2 separate regions of the Hordeum vulgare genome follow, and region 2 is linked to region 1. The links are chromatin contacts, called in public Hi-C maps. All regions are on one chromosome and are shown on one strand. The core of a region is the stretch at or near the end of the contact, and the rest is flanking DNA. Distances in the headings are between cores, read along the strand shown. Region 1 holds the start of LOC123403526. Region 2 holds the start of LOC123404046 (probable E3 ubiquitin-protein ligase ARI8).

What was found. Hi-C and Micro-C count contacts between places; a contact is called where the count stands out from the background.
Region 2: a contact with region 1 is called in a Hi-C map of seedling, with 4 times the contacts expected there. The contact joins the promoter of LOC123404046 here to the promoter of LOC123403526 in region 1. A contact is called at or near these places in 2 of 6 Hi-C or Micro-C datasets (leaf and seedling) and 1 of 1 datasets of contacts at active chromatin or transcription factors (embryo).

The regions. Positions count from the first base shown.
Region 1 is chr6H:344,450,210-344,453,397 of MorexV3_pseudomolecules_assembly, reverse strand. It overlaps LOC123403526, which reads left to right and starts at 1,649. Exons shown (of 2, transcript XM_045097457.1): 1 at 1,649-3,188. The coding sequence starts at 1,831. The coding sequence ends at 2,397.
Region 2 is chr6H:345,171,974-345,174,977 of MorexV3_pseudomolecules_assembly, reverse strand. It overlaps LOC123404046 (probable E3 ubiquitin-protein ligase ARI8), which reads right to left and starts at 1,648. Exons shown (of 15, transcript XM_045097960.1): 1 at 1,200-1,648. The coding sequence starts at 1,355.

The sequences.
Region 1 (3,188 bases), core at 400-2,899:
TTTTCCCTTTTAATTGTCATGCTCCAATCTTCTTGAAGAAAACCTGCTAAGGCCTTTAGTGAAATCTTCTCACATGCCCTAATCTTGTCCACATATTTTAAAGCAATGTACCTAGATGTAAAGGTTGTAACTTGCCACTTCTTCTCACAAGTGTGCTGACCATTGAATGTCTTCACCATTATAGCATTTGTCATATTGTCCCAAGATGCATATAGATACCATGGGCAGCCTTTCTCACACTTAGCACAAAGCCTACTTTGTCATTCTTTGGGAATTTGATGTTCACCCTCTCCTTGCAACTGTACTCTCTGACTGCTTTCCTCAAAAGCTCCACTAATGAGAACAATTGGCCTGCATGGAACTTAGGCTCATGCATGCCTACAGTTGTAAAAGGTTCGAAATTGAATTTTATTTCATCTTCATCAGAATCTGGACCATCCAATTCCTCTTCTTCAGAGTTGCAATCTTCAACCACCTTTTTCCCTTTCTTGTCTTGCACTGGATGCAGCTGCTCCTGCAACAAATCTTCATCCCCATCCTCCAAGTCATAATCACCGTCAATAATCTCAGGAATATAATCACTGTCAGCTGATTCTGAATCTGCATATTGTTCTTCCTCCTCTTCTAACTTTTGTGCTCTTGGTCTTAGTTTCACAACGAATTGGTCATGAGAGATCTCTTGGTCATGACTCTGAATTTCATGAGTTTCATCCACAACACTACAAGATGTATTGCTTTCATTTGCACTGCTTGGCTTTTTCATGGGACTGAAAACAGTAAGAAATTCTGCTACTGGATTAGCCAGAACATCATCCCATTTAACCCCTCCACCAGAAATATGGCTATCCAAATGATCAAGATATATCATTTGGAAATTATGCCCTCGATTGATCTGAAGATACATAGCATCTAAGTCAGCATCATTGGACAGAAGAGTTTCAACACCTTCATTAATCTGACAACCAGGGGCAGCCAATAGATATCAATTCTTCCTTCCTTTTCATACCCCAAGTGCTTAACTATTTCTTCAAACATATTGTAGTATGCTAGTTCCACATGACAATAATCATAACAAACCTTATGGCCATCCAAATAGCACCTATTCAGCCCACTACCAAAGAATAACCCACCATGAATCACTTCAATAGTGAAATTCCCACTCTCCTTCGATGCACCAAAAAATTCAGTAAATGTTCAAACTTCATGCCGTACAGTAACAAAACCCTAGCACAATTCCTCATGAACTATAGCAAATCGACATGTACAAATCACGTACTTTGTGCATACGACCTAATCGACACAAAGATGCAGATTATTGGGCCAAAAAACGTGCCTATGATGTGCTATCAACGAAACATACCGTAGGTTGGAGCCGCCTCGTCGTCTGGCCGCCGTCGAGGGCCGTCCATCGTTGACGAACTCCACCCCATGGGTTGCGACGCCGTCGCTAACGCTTCCGGCACCACAGGAACTACCATCAGAATGTCGTTGGATCGTCGATCATCCGCCGCCGTGCCTACTCGCAGTACTCTGCGTTCTCCTCTGTTTTCAATCGAGGAAGAGAGAAAAAGGGGATCGAGAACAGACAAGGAGCTGAGTGCAAAATTACCACCGCTCTACGCTGACGGGTGGGGTCAAGTCTGACAGATGGAACATATGATGACGTGTCATACGAGTATTCGCGAGACGTAGCTGGCGCGTAGAGCGGGACTCAGTGTCCAAGATCAAGGACCATATTGATAACGTATCTCTGTGTATAAGGATCGTATTGAAGCAGTTCTAAACTTCGTGGACTGGATTGGACATCGTTGCCAACCTCCGGGATGATACATGCAATTATCTCCTGCCTCATCCGTCTGCGCGATCGTCGCCGCCGCCGCCGGCACACATCCTAAGCAGGCAGCGGAGCGCAGCACAGCACAGCACGGGCGGCTGCCGAGGCCCACGCCCCCTCGCTCTCCCCCGCCTCCGACCTATCCCCTATCCCAGCAGGCAGCACATGCAAGAAGCCCCTCCCCCCAAATCCCCAGCCAATCTCGCCCCAACCCCAACACCACCGCCGAGAAAACCCTAGAGACAGTGCCGCCCATGGTCATCGCCGGCGGCAGGTTCGAGAAGAGTCCCACCGTCGAGAAAGCCGTGGAGGCAGCGCTGTCCGCGGTCAGCGCCGGCGGCGGGTCCGGGGAGGTCCCCACCGTCCAGTACAACATCTACCAGCCGCCATCCTCTCTCCATGGCTGGCCCGACGACCACGACACTGAGGCTGCCATCCGCCACCTCAGCCTCCTTGATATCGCGCGGCTCCAGCTCCCGGACGGCATCCCCCGGCACGACCTCGTCTCGGATCTCGTCGCCTCCTATCACCAGGAGAACTGCCGCGGCTACGCCTACATCTGACGCGTCCGCGTCAGTGTTGGCCGGAAGTCCTTCCTCAGCGCGGCAGCCGTACAAGCCACAACGGAGGTGCTCCCTCCACGGCGCAGGACGAGGAGCACAAGGAGGTCGTCCACGGTTACCTGCGCCTCCTTGCAGTTTATGGAAATGTGGATCCTCCCGCAGTTCCACGGCAGGGACATGTTGTCGTATGTGTCGGCTGCGATGTGGGAGGTGAAGATGGAGTTAGCGCATAGCGTCAACTGGGGTGAGCTGATCTGGGACCTTGGAGCCTGGGCAGGCTGATGCACACAAGCATGAAGTGAAGCATGTGAAGCAGCAGTTTCAGCAGGGCAATCGACAAAAGTGGACCCGTAAGAGGAGCAAGCGTAGGGTACCTAGTGGATCAACAATCTCTTCCGCAAATAGTTCTCGTGACATTACAGGATTAAAGAATGAGATTAAACGTGCTCGATTGGAGAACCAACCTACAAAGGAGTTCCTTGAAGCAGAGATGTTTGTCTAGGCAATAAAGGTTCTGAATGAGACACTATCTGCAGAGACCATCGTACATATCTTGCAGGACTCTCCGCCGTCTGGCTCCCCGCTGATGCGTGGTGGTGCTGTAGTGGAGGTCACTAAATAAGAGAATGGTTCTCATGCTCGAATGTGATCCTGGTGGGATCAGTAACATGATGTAGATTTGTCTTCGCCTGGTGAGCGTTGGCTTTTGGAGCTCGGCATTTGGTGGTCTGTAGCGAGAGGGATTATCTGGCTCTGCTAGCTCTTGGTTGGCTACTGTCAGAAAACTTGGA
Region 2 (3,004 bases), core at 399-2,898, 720 kb before region 1:
ACATATCATGACAAAATGATGGTATACTGAATGTCAATTATGTTTCACGAAGAAAGGCATACGCCAAAAAATATATCAGAACATAGAGCATTTTTCTGTTCACATCTGATTAAAACTGAAAATCAGTATGAATGGGAAGTGCACTAACGAATGGAAGATATATTCGACCCTATCAATTTAAGTTCAAGCATAAGGGAGGAACAAAAATATAACCCCGAATCAACACGCTAGAGTTGTGTACCATCAGCTTCGAAAGCTTTTCTTTCCCTAATCGTTTCATCGCTTGATATGTAGACAGAATATCACTACAAATAGTGAATCGGAACAAAATGAATTTAACGACCTATGCGAAGATCGTGCAATGTACCCTATTTCATAGTTCGAAGCTAGAAAAGTACTTGCATCCCACATAGAAATTTCCATCGGTTGTGAGTAAGTAAACACTAAGTAGACTCGTGTATTCACCTAATTAGCATGATCTGCGAATTAATCACCATCTTTTGGCTAGAGCTATCAGATCAAACATTAAAAAAGTGCCAGCTCCAATCAAACCAGCAAGCTTCAGGAAACCTCCCAAAAATCAGATTCAGAAACATACCAATTAGACTGGTATATCCTTGCTTCAAGGTTGCATGTCAGTACATGCCTAATACATACTCGCCATTATTTACTCCCCAGTTCAGAAGTTCTCGTTTGCATGCTATCCTACAGTCCTACCCTAAGCAACGCTCTCCCTATCATGCTACATTCATTACCACTTATTACCAGCAACCAGAACTGGAGTCATAACCGACGAGCAAGGCGACACACTGTGGATTACAAGCTACAACACGAAATGAATTTGGCATGCCAGGACACCAGTGACAGCTAGCACCTATTGGACAACCAGAAGTAATTCATCGGGAATGCTCGGCTTATCTTTTCATCCATGGAAAGGACTCTGATCGATGTCAGGCAATCACACAGGCAACCGAAAGCAATATCTAGATCATCCAACCAGTCACATTTCTATCCACTGTATATATAATATCGTAGTATATGCGTGAGATCATTTCTGTCCACATCATCCATCCTATCATTAAGGGGCAGACAGAACGACCGATACGTGGCCACTCCGTCGCTGCTGCATCCCCCATTCCGATTATCTTGAACAATCAATTTCTATACCGGGACCGAAGCGGACGGCAATCGATGATCACCTGCTGCCTATGGGAGATTAGGTCATCCGAGTCATCGGAGTCGCGGTCCGCGAAGTCGTAGTCCGCGTCCCCGTCGTCGCTGAGGGCGAGGCCCGCCTCGCCGCCGCTGTAGAAGTCCTCGTCGGCGGAGTCACGCGCGTCGTCCTCTGAATCCATCGCCGCCGCCGCCTCGCGCACCGGAGCCTCGAGAGCGAACCGGATCGGGCGGATCGGAGCCGCGCCCCACCGTTTGGACGGAGCAGGCGGCTCGGATTCGGGGGAGGGACGGGGGCTGTGGAAGGGGAAAGGGGTGGAGAGGAGGAAGACGTGGGGGGAGGAAGAGGATGGGTGGGATTCGCTCGGGGGCAGAGGAAGCCGCGAGCTTTCTCCTTCCTTCCTTGTTTGTTTCCGCACGTTTTCTTTCTCGCGTGTAGTAATTGCTATTTTCTGCTTCTTCTCGTAACAGTGCCTTCCAGACGGAACCTTTTCCTTTCATGGGAATCTTGCGCTGCACCAAGAAAGGAAGAATCTTTGCTTCACAAACAGGAGTGACGCGTTCCTCTGTGTCCGAATACCTCTTTCTCTTTGCCACGCCACGGCTCAGGGCAACGGTCTTTCATGCCTCGTGCGGCCGACTCCAACGTTTTGGATTTTCAAGGTCAAAAATCATGGCCAATAAGCGGTTATTTTTTTTGAAAGTGATAGGTTTTTATTCCAACATAACAGAGTTACAATCCTCAACCACGAGATCATTGGCAAAAGGAGGAGAGTGGCCCAGCCAACAGGCTCTACTATCCCCACATCGTCCATAATTCGCTAAGCAGTCTACAACTCTACTTTAATCGCAGAAAACTTTTACACGAATAAAAACCCTATCACTTAAAAGAAACTTGATCTCTTGGATCATATGGCCATAGTCTGATTTATCCAACGAAGCACCCGTTACTGCGTTGATAGCAGCAGCACAATCCGATTGAACCATAATTGCAGCGTCGAAATGCTCAGTAGTGAGCTTAATACCCTCCAGAACAGCATGTAATTCCGCTTCAAGCGCATCATTGCAATGGAACAGCTTCCGGTACGCAGCAAATATCACCTCACCCGTCCTTGTCCTCAGAATTATCCCCGAGCCAGCTGATCCATCTGTCGCGCAGTACGAGACATCCATTGACAGCGCCACCATTCCAGCCGGAGGAGGAGGCCAAGGTAAGCGTGATGCAGGCTTAACGGGTACACAAATTGGACCGTGAACCACCGGAGCTTTTCCTTTAATAATCTCCTCCACACTGCTTGATATCTGAGTGAAGGTGTTATAATAACTTTGCAGGAAGGAACATGAGACATCTTGCGGAGGGGGATCTTTACCATGAAGCAATTCATTTCTGACATACCAGGATCGCCAGAGGACCATTATAATTCTGCTACGGATGGAGACGTGGGATTCTTCCAGGAGCTGAAGTAGCCATTCGTTGCGTGTCCATTTGATCAAAGATCTATCCGGAAGAGGCCAATGATTCCGCATTAAGTCCCATAAGGAGGCAGCGATCGGACAAGAAATAAGAGCATGAAATGAGGATTCTTGTTCCCTATCACATAGCCGACAGAAGCCATTTAGATCAAAGTGTCGTCTCTTCTTCTCCGCGTCTGTAGGTAGGGTGCCCGAGACAACTTGCCAAGCAAAATTCTTCAGCTTTGGGGGAACCTCCGCACTCCACACTAACCGCCAGAGTGGTCTGTCTCCAGATGGGTTAGCACTGGTTGAGCTTGGGCAAAACTGATCATAGTGATCAGTCATCGCAACATGGTACGCACTTTTCACCGTCAAC